Linked DNA regions of Sus scrofa: region 2 is linked to region 1. A link is a contact called in public Hi-C data. All regions are on one chromosome and are shown on one strand. The core of a region is the stretch at or near the end of the contact, and the rest is flanking DNA. Distances in the headings are between cores, read along the strand shown.

What was found. A called contact is a pair of places that touch in the nucleus more often than the background predicts.
Region 2: a contact with region 1 is called in a Hi-C map of embryonic fibroblasts, with 4 times the contacts expected there. The contact joins the promoter of PLS3 here to the enhancer-like site in region 1. A contact is called at or near these places in 1 of 5 promoter capture datasets (liver), 16 of 47 Hi-C or Micro-C datasets (adipocytes, alveolar macrophages, embryonic fibroblasts and 10 more) and 1 of 2 datasets of contacts at active chromatin or transcription factors (skeletal muscle).

What each region holds. Positions count from the first base shown.
Region 1 is chrX:94,674,885-94,680,495 of Sscrofa11.1, reverse strand. No RefSeq gene overlaps it. Among named protein-coding and RNA genes, the nearest start is that of LUZP4, 46 kb to the right of the region's middle. Within about 2 kb of position 3,350, at least 17 of the 83 cell types and tissues checked have an H3K27ac peak or open chromatin away from gene starts, as enhancers often do. A contact at or near this core is called in embryonic fibroblasts and skeletal muscle, where this site is marked.
Region 2 is chrX:94,883,787-94,889,757 of Sscrofa11.1, reverse strand. It overlaps PLS3 (plastin-3), which reads right to left and starts at 4,660. Exons shown (of 18, transcript XM_001925936.6): 1 at 4,528-4,660.

The DNA of each region.
Region 1 (5,611 bases), core at 2,101-4,600:
CCTTCTTACATCATTTTCATGAAAACTGCCAGTTACTGAAAGATTTCTATGTGCAAGTGTGTTCTTTAGATGCACATATGCACATAATCAAAGACATAGGCCTTTAGACCTCCATATTGATACCACTGTTCCTGGTCTTTTGAATTGTTTAAGTGCTAGCTGGCTATATTTGGTACCAGACATTTATGAATATAAGTATTTCATATTTGTCAGTGTTTCCCTTGCACTTCAACCTAGGCCACTTGCTGGTACTCTGACACCTTGTTGGCTGGCTGTCAGTCACATGAGCAGCAAAGATACAGATGAATATACCATGAGATGGCTTGGGGGCACTGAAGTAGAAGTGCCTGTGAGCCTGAGTGACAGTACAGACAGCAGGGAGCAGAGCTGGTGGTAGGTGGGCTAACTCAGGCTGGAATGAAACTGCTTCCCCCGTGAAACACGATGTGCTCCAGAAGCTTCTAGGAGATTCTGGACACAGTGCCAGACCTTCCTTGTCTCCCATCATCCCTTCTCAAAAATTCTCCTCTCTTGCTTCCCATCCTGAACCCCCACTCCCTCCCAATGTATATTCACATCATCACTCTTTGTCAACTTCTCACTTTCTTTCTCTTTCCTCTAATCTCTCTCTCTCTCTATTCCTCCCTCTTCCCTCTGACACACACATATCCTTGTACCCTAGGGTTTCCAGATACCTAATATACGTCCCATAAATCTACCAACTTTGAAACTCTGTCAAAATCCCAAAATATTACCCATCAGCAAATTCTGGGGAGCCAGTCCTGGATATAACATCTATAACCAGCCACCCTGCCGTATCAGGCAGCTGACTAAGGCAGTGTGCTCACAGGCCTTCTTAATACTCTTGGAGGAGCCTCGGTATCACAGTATCTCCATCATCATCGTGATTGTCTTTTATCATGTATGGTATGGTCTTGAGATGGGAAAGTTAAAAGGGGAAAAATATCATTGAAACACAGTGCTCTGAATGTGTACATTGTTACCTGACAACACTGACCAGATTTTTATTAAGTTCCACTGAATACTTTTTGAGAGAAAAATATTGTGCCCTGTGGTGCTGCCATTTGAAACCCCATATCTTGTCAGAATTCATCTTTTAGTCTGGAAAAGAGACTTATCAGACTGCCACAATAGTGCCATCTATGGCTCTTCAGAGCACCGGCATGAAAACCATTGAAATGACTGATTCTAGGCACAAGCCATTCTTTATTAATTGCACCTCAGCGATGACTCAGGAAAATTGTAATTAACAATGCTATTGGTACTTACCATATGCCAGCACTGTTCTAAGTGGTATAAATGTGTTGCTTCATTTAGTCCTTATAACAACCTTATGAAATTACATAGCAATTTAATCTCCATTGTTTCAGTGAGGAAACTGAGGCATGGAAAAGTTAAATGATTGCCCAAAGTTACAGAGCTAGTAATTGGAAGAGGGAGAATACAAACTGAGCCAGTTTGGCTCCAGAGTAAAAAACCTACCAGCTGTGCTAAAAAAAAGACCTGAGGCTCAAGTACATCTATCCTATTTACCTAGAGCCACTCCTATGCCATGTTTTCAAAGTCTTTCTGTGCCCATTGGCCACATGTCTCAGGGGCCAGTTTGCAAGATATGCTTATTTTCACAGATCCCCTTGGAGTCCATTTGACTCCACCTTCGTGTGGAAAAGGGGTTTTGGAGGGAGAGAGTTGGGGGAGCAAGTGTCCTTTACCAAACACCACATCTATTCTCTTCTACCCCTCATCTCATGGTCCTCTTTAGAATAGCCCTCTTACTTTTCCGCTGCTTTTAATTTCGATTTTTTAACTAAAAGGCCTTAGAGATGTAAATGAAATCTCTAAACTGCTGAGGGTTTACAGATTCACTCACTTTCATTTGAGATATATATCAGAAACATTTGGGGACCTTATTTAAAAGGCAGATTCTGGACACCTATCCCAGACCTACTTTAGTTCTGAGGATAAAGTCTATAAATCTGCCTTTGTGAAATGCTTCCCAAGTGATTCTGATGCACCTGAAAATTTGGGAACCAGTACTCCAAACCAGTATAGTTTGATGTATAAAAGGAGTAATAGTCTTAGGAACTGATGATCTAGTGTACCTGGCTCTACAACTAATTTCCTTTGTGACACTGAGCAAATAAATTAATTTCTTTGGGCCTCAGTGTCCTCATCTGTAAAAAGGGACATCTTTCCATCCTCTCAAAGTTGTATAGATCAAATATAAATGTGTGTGAAAGTACTTTGGAGTTTTATAAAAATAACACACCTTATTATTGTGGGTGGGGTCAGGAAGAACACTGGAGAAGGAATGCTGTTGGCAAGGACTGAAGGGAGGAGAATTCAGTTTCTTTCTTTTCCCCATCAGAATCCAGACAATGGATTATAGTATCGTGGAATTTCAAGGTTCTTTCCGACTCACAACCACCCTTCTCCTTCAGGTGTTCACAGTTTACTATTAACAGCAAAGAAGGCCCCTCCCTTCCAAAACATTTCTCTAGGTGGAAAAAACCTATCTGAGAGGGTTGAGATTAGCTCCAGGTTCTGATTAGTGCCCAACTTGGCACCGTCAGTGAGCGAGTCACTGGATCTTTCCTCTTAGTTATTAGGGGCAAATGTAATTAAACAAATGTAATTAAACAATATATTTGTAGAGATGGAGAAACAAAGCATATTTATTTGTGCTCATCCATAATTAGGCTTAGAATGGTACATACCAGAGGTGGTCATCTTAAAAGACACAGAAAATATTCTTCATTCTTCATGCATAATGAGTCCAAACATTTGCTTTGTTTCTGATATAAATGGGGGATCTATTTATTTTCAAGTTGAATTACAGTACTTAGGCCCCTTTCCTTACTCTCCATTCTCCTAAGTTTTAGTCAAAGGATTTTATAAAGGTTTTCAGCACTTCTAAGATAAAAATTGGGTCTAGGGTTTTGTCCAAACATCTGGTTTTCAATTTTTGAAAGCCTAGGTCATTCCTGCCTTTCGGAAAAGAATGCCTGCCCATTCTTGTCCATTCCCTGAGTGCTCCATCTCAGTGACTTTCTTCTCTGCTATTTTGACTTTCCGACCAGGAAATGGATTTCATTAACTTTAGCTTGCAGAGCAGAGGCTGTACCTGAGGTGACCCCAAAAGTCATTCAAATATTCCATCCAAAAGCAGGCAAATGCTCTGTGGGAAATCACAAAGAAGAGGTGGAAAAAGAGAGAGAGAGAAAGAGAAGAGACGAAATCAGGCTTTGATGAGCAGTTCAGCCAGGCCGGCCCCCTTGGAAGGGCGCCAGCGTTGGTAAAGCAGCAGCAGCTCTGGGTTTCAGTCAGTCTGGAATGCACTTCAATACAGCCCAGCCTCCCTCTCGTTAGAGGCCTCGCGTTTGATGATTCAGCTGCTTCCCGGCTGCCAGGAGAGATTTGGCCAACTGTTTGAAAAACACTGTCTGCCCCAGACCACACTTGTTTTTATTCTCTGCCTGTTGTCAGGGGCCTCTTCTGAAATGGAACACCTCAGGAAATCAGACCCAAACTCTGAGGAGTTTATGCTGTGCCCCCTTTTCAAAGGCAATTATACCAGAATAGGGATTGTTTGTAGCCAAGTGCTTTCCTAGTGATGTTGAAAGCAGACAATGCATTATCAGGAGCTATCTCTCATTAGATCTTCTTTAGATCAAATGAAAAACATAGCGTGCAAGCAGACTCATCAGACATTAAAGGCACAGCTGAGATGTGCCACTGCTGAACTCCCCATACATCAGTTTGTTCAAAGATGCAGGTTAAAGGTAATGGAGACACACATTTGGGGAAGAAATTGAGCAAGAGCCTCTGCTGAAGGCTGGACTCTTGAACTCTACTGTTTGCTTCTGAGAGGTCCTGTAAAGCTACGGGTCCAACTTTCTAACAAAAGAAGCTGATCCTCAAAGTGGACTGGGCTGCCTCGTGCAGAAATTAACATTACCTTCAGTGCAGCTTAGTGATTAAGACAATAGTGTTTGGAATCAGATGGCCAGAATGTGTAGCCCAGGCTATGCCACTTAATATTTTGTGAATGTTGGAAATTTAGTTGTCTATGCCTCACTTTTCTTATCTGTAAAATAATAGTACCTTTGTTATGAAGTTGTGAGATTTAGAAGTGAGTTGATACATGTGGAGAGTTTAGAATAGGACTTAGCATATGATAAGCCCTCAAAAGTATGGTTCACTAGTAATGTTAATAAGGCCCTGAAGGTGTTCTAGTCAACACCTCTCACGTACCGTGTAGCACAGTGATTGAGAACACAACTTGTAGGAGCTACAGCTGCTGGCCTATGCCACAGCCATAGCAATGCAGGATCTGTGCCGCACCTGCAACCTATACCACAGCTCACGGCAATGCCAGATCCCTGACCTCCTGAGCAAGGCCAGGGATTGAACCCACATCCTCATGGATACTAGTTGGATTTGTTTCTGCTGCGCCACAATGAGAACTCCTGAGAACACAACTTTTTAAAGTAAGAGAGTCTTGTGTTTCAATCCTAATTCTACCATTTCTTAGCTGTTTGGACTTGGGTAAGTTACCTAACCTCTGTAAGCCTCAGTTTCCTAATTTGTAAAATGGGGATAATAATGGCAGCTACTTCATAGAGTTGTTCTGAGGATTGATAAACTATGTAAAATGCTTAATGCAGTAGCTGGTCCATAGTAAGTGCTCAATAAATGACAAATAATCATATAATATGCTGAAGACTGTGTGACCCTAGAAACCTCACATCTTTTTTTTTCTAGTTTTGGCTCTATGCAAATACTAGATAATATTTTAATGACTCACTCTTTGCTCAGAGGTCCTTATATACAAGAATCAGATGAAAATTCATTCTCTTTCTCCATTAAAAAAATAGCGATTATGTCTTAATTAGGTCTTTGCTTAGGAGAAGCAGAGTTATCCAAGCAAGTAGGAGATGGAAAATCGAACTCCTCTCTCCTCCACCCTTTGATGTTTTAATGATCTCAATAGTCACTTGGGCCAGTCAGCGGAAAAGGGAACCATCTGGAAGAAAAACCAGGGTAAACTGGCAATTACCAAACTTCTTCATTTTATGAAAATGCCTGGTTATTTGTCAGACTTTTGTCTCACTCAAGATCTAATCTATCTTTATTCCTCTTAAATGGTGAAGACCTGGGTGGGAAGGATGGCAAAGGAGAGGAACAAGTCCCTGGCCCTCAAAACCTCACCTGTGGTCTGGCATGGAAATTAGGCTTGCCTGTCCAGGGAAGATAGTGTGACTTTGCTGAGAAAAGAAGCCAGCCCAAACAGTTGCAGTGATTGTGTGCTTCTTTCATACTCCAGCATGTTCCTCAGTTGTGAAACGTCATGCTTTAGAAGAAAAAACACAATGCTTCTTTTCTCTTGCACTTGCTCTGTGAACATGCAGATGGTCCCATGTTCTTTCCCATTCTCCAAATACGTTGAGTTTGCAGAGGGCAGCATTGCTTTAGCTCCATCTTGGGGCATGAAAAGAAACTAGATCCAAATTGAAAGATTCTCAAAGAATGATTTAATGTGTTGCTGGAGAACTTGTCTCTGTAGCATTGTGACCTGACTTTTTGCCTG
Region 2 (5,971 bases), core at 3,411-5,910, 210 kb before region 1:
AAAAGAAAAAACTAAACTAAAAACATGGTCTAGGAGTTTCCTGGTGTCTCAGTGGTCTAAGGATCTAGCATTGTCACTGCTGTAGCTGGGGCTCAATCCCTGGCCCAGGAACTTCCGGGTGCCACAGGCATGGCTAAAAAACAAATAAACAAACAACCGACCCCCCCCCCCGAAAGCCCCCATGATCTAGCTGTTTTCTTCTAAAATGAATTTTATTATTTTCACAGATCAAATGGATTACTTCTCACCAAAAGAAAAAGAGATGTCACATGAGCAAGTGCAAAATTATTCCCAAAGCTGGAGTTCCCGTCCTGGTGCAGTGGAAACAAATCTCACTAGGAACCATGAGGTTGCAGGTTCAATTCCTGGCCTCGCTCAGTGGGTTAAGGATCCGGCATTGCTGTGGTGTAGGTCATAGACGTGGCTCGGATCCTGCGTGGCTGTGGCTGTGGCGTAGGCCAGCAGCTGTAGCTCAGATTAAACCCCTAGCCTGGGAACCTCCAGATGCCATGGGTGAAGCCCTGAAAAAAAAGACAAAAGACAAAAAAAAAATTTATTCCCAAAGCAGATACTCAAGTTGTCATGTATTGATAAACATTCATTTTCAATTTTGTACCAGCTACCTTTGGAATCTGTACTAAACATCAAAAACAAACAAAACAGTTGGCTAGAAACCCTCCTGCACTGCTGGTGGGAATGTAAACTGGTACAGCCACTATGGAGAACAGTTTGGAGATACCTTAGAAATCTATACATAGAACTTCCATATGACCCTGCAATCCCACTCTTGGGCATCTATCCGGACAAAGCTCTACTTAAAAGAGACACGTGCACCCGCATGTTCATTGCAGCACTATTCACAATAGCCAGGACATGGAAACAATCCAAATGTCCATCGACAGAGGATTGGATTCGGAAGATGTGGTATATATACACGATGGAATACTACTCAGCCATAAAAAAGGATGACATCATGCCATTTGCAGCAACATGGATGGAACTAGAGAATCTCATACTGAGTGAAATGAGCCAGAAAGACAAAGACAAATACCATATGCGAACACAATAGCAAATTCATGAATTTATCCTATGTGCTAATAATATTATGTCAGTCAATTTCTTGGAAAGGTAAATAGAAATGCCTAAAACGATATGGAAAAATGGCAAGTGGACTTTCTTCCTCTTCCCTGTCAGTTTCACCAAAAAGAATCACTTTAGTGCTCAGGCACCATGGCCAAGCTACTAACCCCCTTCTTTTCAGTAACAGTCACGCTCTTTGCCTAGGAACAAAATTTCATGCGGTTCCTGATAGTACCCTGGATACTGACATTCTGCCAGTATAAATAGTCACAGTCAAGTCTAATGTGCTTGTAACTATTTGCAGAAGAGACTTAATCTCAACCCAAATATTACTCACTAGTTATAATTAATCCTTCTACCCCAAATGCATTAGGCCTAGACATTTTTAGCAATTGACTCTAAATGATGGCATCAGATTGGAGACCTTGGACCCCCGTGTTGATTGTCTGTGTTAAATCAAGGCAGAGCATAATTTCTTCAGCTCCCCACCCCAGATAAAGAAAGAACTTGATAGCTTGTAGCATGTAATAGTAGAAATTAAGAATTACACTCACAATCCCCTAATTTTAATGAAAGCCTGGGTTCATTAGATCATACCACTAAAAAATAAAAGTCAGTTTTAAATAAGTAAACACCCCAAGACAATGGAAGGCTGTGTGGACTGAGAGCCTTCTGAGGAACCTGTTTTGACATGAGTTAATACTATTTTAAAATGAGCTTATCTCTCTGCCACTTTAATTTAGTTGGACAGTTGTACTCTTTTTTTTTTAAGGTTAAATATTTATTAGGCGTTCAATCTAAAATTATATTATCATCTCACTTCCACTAGGGGGGGTCTATCTACCAGTGTAGTTAACTCTAATTAACTCAGGTGCAGCTTGAGTCCACTTCCAGCTCATCTGTGCGGAAAGGCTAGCCTTGCGGTCAGAACTATGTGCTTTAAAGCTGTTCTAGTTTTTAGGCTCAGAAATCCATGCACAGCATGAAAATGGAGTGCTCAAGTCATTCAGAGGTTGCTGCAGTAGACAAAGGGTTTTTGGCTAAACCCATACAAAGCCCAAATCTCTTCAATGTTCCCAGTTTCATTTTTAGCTGCCCTAGTTGTTTTCAAGGCTATGCATCAAATGGGTCCATTTTTTAAAAAATAAGTAAAGCTTTTAAACTCTCACCCTCAGAGATTGCTCTGCCCATTTCTGTACTCTGCAATATATAATCTGAATAACAAAACTGCCATGCTTTTCCAACAGCAATCTTAACTTGGGCCACATGGGTGGGTATTGGTCTTTATGGGAGTTGTTTCTGGGACCTCACATTATTCTACTAAGGTACTGACAGGCAAAAACCCAACTAGCTCGACTTCTCAAATTTAGTGTCTACTGTTGTCGTGCCTGATTTCTGATCCGAACCACAATGACTGATAATTAACTTTAGCCAAGATTATTCACCACCTTCAAGCATATGCCTAATATAGAGAGAATACTTCAATTGGAATATAGGCCAGACCCAGGGACACAGACAAAGCCCAATTTAAAAAAAAAAAAAAACCCACTATCTTATGGCTTCAAATCTATCATTTCAGAATGAAATAGGGCGTGAATAAAGACATTTTCCTAGAAAATAATTAGTAAGATATTTTTAAAATTGAGAAAAGCCATAACTAGATTGAAAGGCCACAGGGGAGATATATATCTCAGCACAAACATATTTCAGCCCTTATTTTAAAAACAGCTCCTGTTTTTATTTTGGATAAGATCTGAGCACCAAATTCCCTTTCTGTTTCCTTCCATCCAAATCCAAGTAGAATTCCCTTGAGTAGAGGCTGGTTCACACACCCCCCCTCCCCTTTTTTTGTCGCAGTAGTTTTGGGAAAATGGACTTCAGCCATTACATTCCAGTTTTAAAGGCAAAAAAAGTCGTGTGACCATTAGCCTAGGGGCATCAGAGACTTGGGGCACGTGATGTCAACTGGCATGTGTGGGGCTTCGGCCACTATGTTGGAATTCACTGTAAATTGCATCTTCAGGATCAAGTTTAGGCTCCCAAATACACTGTGGACATCCTGTATGGCGGAGTATGTGCTAACCTCTCAGTAGTTTTTGATTCCACCTATGTTTTCTACCTACTGTGCGGCCAGTCAGGATCTCTCCCCCCACCCCACCCCCGCCCCCGGTTACGTGTCGGGCATCCCCAGCATCCCATCCATCTGATCCTAAATGGCGAGGCTCTCGAACCCAGTTAGCTCTAAATTCAACCCTGAGCACTACCCGGGATGTTGTGCAGATCAGGTGCGGAGCAGGGAGCGTTACTAACTGGGGAAAGTGTCAGTAAGCATTAAACCCACTCCCACCTCCCAGGCTGGGATCTTCTGCCCTGGAGCCGGGCGGTCGAAGCCGCCAGCACATCAGAACAAGTAGCAGCAGCGGCGGCGGCAACTTTGGGGCTGGCCAGAAGCCAGGGCGGGGGTGGTCGGCGTCCCCCGGCCTCTCATTAGTGCGCCTAAGTACAGCGGGTGGGGAAAAGTAAATACCCGCAAGTGCAGCTGAGTGGGGGAAGGGGGACGTTGCCCCCCTCCCACCGCCCCTTCGCCTCTGCCTCCCGTGGAGCCCGGAGAAGTGCCATGCCGCTGCTGCCCGGATCGCGCGCCCCTGCAGCAGAGCCGGAGAAGCTGAGAAAAAGGAGCGGACGGGTGGCGCGGAGTCGGGGGGGTGAGGAGAACGGAAAGGTACTGCCCTAATGGCCCAGAGATGTCCTGCTACTGAAAGGAAAAAAAGTGCTTACTCATAGGGAGACGCGATGCGATCGCGACGCTCTCGCTCGCTAATGGCAAGGGAAGCGGGCGGAAGGCAGGCAACCGGAGCCTCGTTCCTTCCCAGGGCCACTGCACCCTGCGGAGTCGCGGGGCAGGAGTGAGCCCGCGAGGTCACCCGAGGCCGGTGAACGGGGGCTGGAGGCGTCGCGGGAGGCCGGCTCCGGGATTTCCTGAGTCCGGAGCCGGCGGAGGAGGAGGGAGGAGGGTGGCAGAAGCTGGAGAAGGACGACGACCGAGGGAAGTTAGGCGCTGGGTTTCCACTTCGGGGCCGCGGCCACGGAAGGGGAGAAGGGCAAGGGTTGGCGTCAAGGAGTCCAGCCCAAGGTTGGCAACAAGTTAAGAGCAACTAGTGAGAAAGCACCATCTATCCAGTTAAAAGCAAAAAACGTTTGCGGCGGGTGGTGGTCGTGGGGAATACTCAGTCACTCCCACCCATCCTCGATGCGACCGACCGCTTTGGCGCCCAAGGGCTAAGACTGAAATTTCTCCAGCTTCCCTCTTAGCCCCACTCCCCCCCTCCCCCCGTGCCAGGCACGTTCCGGCCGAGGATCTCGGAGATGCTCTCCCCAGGACCCACTCCCGCCCACGCCCAGGAACCCCGCTCCCTCCGTGCCCTCCCGAGCCTGCAAAGCACTTACATAAAGTCGCAGAGTCCCGGATCCGGCCCGACAGCCTCCGACCGACGCACTCAGACAACTTCTGCGGCTCGGAATCTTTGCGGCTGCGGTTCTAAAGCCAGCGCTCCCTCCCCTCCTGCCAGCCCCCTCCGCCCCTCGGACGCCGCCATTGGCTCGGGTGGTGCTAGCAGTCGGCCTGGGAACCAGGAAGGGGATTGGGCCACGAGCCTGTCACATCAACTGGGTGGGGAGTTGGGTGAAGAGGCACCGGGATGGGCGTCCTGAAGGGATGGGGACTGTAACTCTGCGGCAGGGAGCCGAGATTGGTCCTCTACTCCCGTTTCTCCCGCACCCTGGCTAAAAAGAAGTCCTCAGAGCCTGGCTCGGGGACCAAGTTGCAGATAATCGTGCGGAATAAATGAAAAGATGAAAATGTTGGAGCGAGAGTTTGAACCTCACGAAGCCCCTATTGAAGTCTCTGGAGGGTACAGTTTCACCCCAGAAGCGTGAGAGAATCTTGGCTTGGGAAGGGACCTTGCTAGTCTGTTTCTTCTGCTCCGCGTAAGGAACAACGCCGAAGGAAAACCTCAGCAATCTTCCCTTTCCTAGCAAGTCTAGGGAGCAGATGGATAGATCAGGACGCGGCTCTCATGTTTTTTGGTTTTTGACTTCGTGCCAAGGAAATTGTTGACCAGAATCACCTGTCTGGTCTGTTTGTCCATGCGGAAAAGAGAGAGGTGGAGGTGGGAAGGGATGGTGGAGGTAACGTGGTTCCACTCGTTTGACTGGAAATGGATGTCAGTTCTCATCAGTTCCTTTCCCCAGAGGAAACTTGGAGACGTGCTCCTGCTTCCCAGAGTACCTTTTCTTCTTGGCCTCTTAGCTGGCCTCTTTCTTTAATTCGGGCAGGGATTTCCCCTCTTTATCTGCATTCCAGTGCTTTGGCTCGAGCCAGGTCCAGAATCAGGTCAGAGGACCAGAGTTTGACGGATTCCCCAGGTCAAGAGATTGGCTTGGGGGACAGCTGTAGAAGAGACAGGTTAAGCCCTTTCCCGCTTCAGTCGCAACCATTTTGTTCAGGAAATGTATGGTGGAAATTTTTTAAGAATTTAAAATTGGTTCAATGACATCTCATTTTTATATGAGCTAGGAAAATTGCTAAATTAAGAGTGGCCTGGAAAACTGAATGGTCTTGTCAAGGAACCCTGCTTCATCTACTTTTACAAACTTCCTTAGCAAAATTAACCTATAGCGAGTGCCAGAGCTTCTTAAATGGGCAGGAAAGGGGAGTTCATATACTACCTAAAGGCTAGGTTGGCAGAGAAGGAGTTGGCGCTGGGAAGAAGCCTTGTTAAATACTAATTAATGATTAACCAACTGGAAGAACATAGGAAAGGCACAGAAAGGTGAAAAAGAAATGAGAGGGCAATCATGCTTTCAGAAATATTAAATTTCTGTTGTGAGA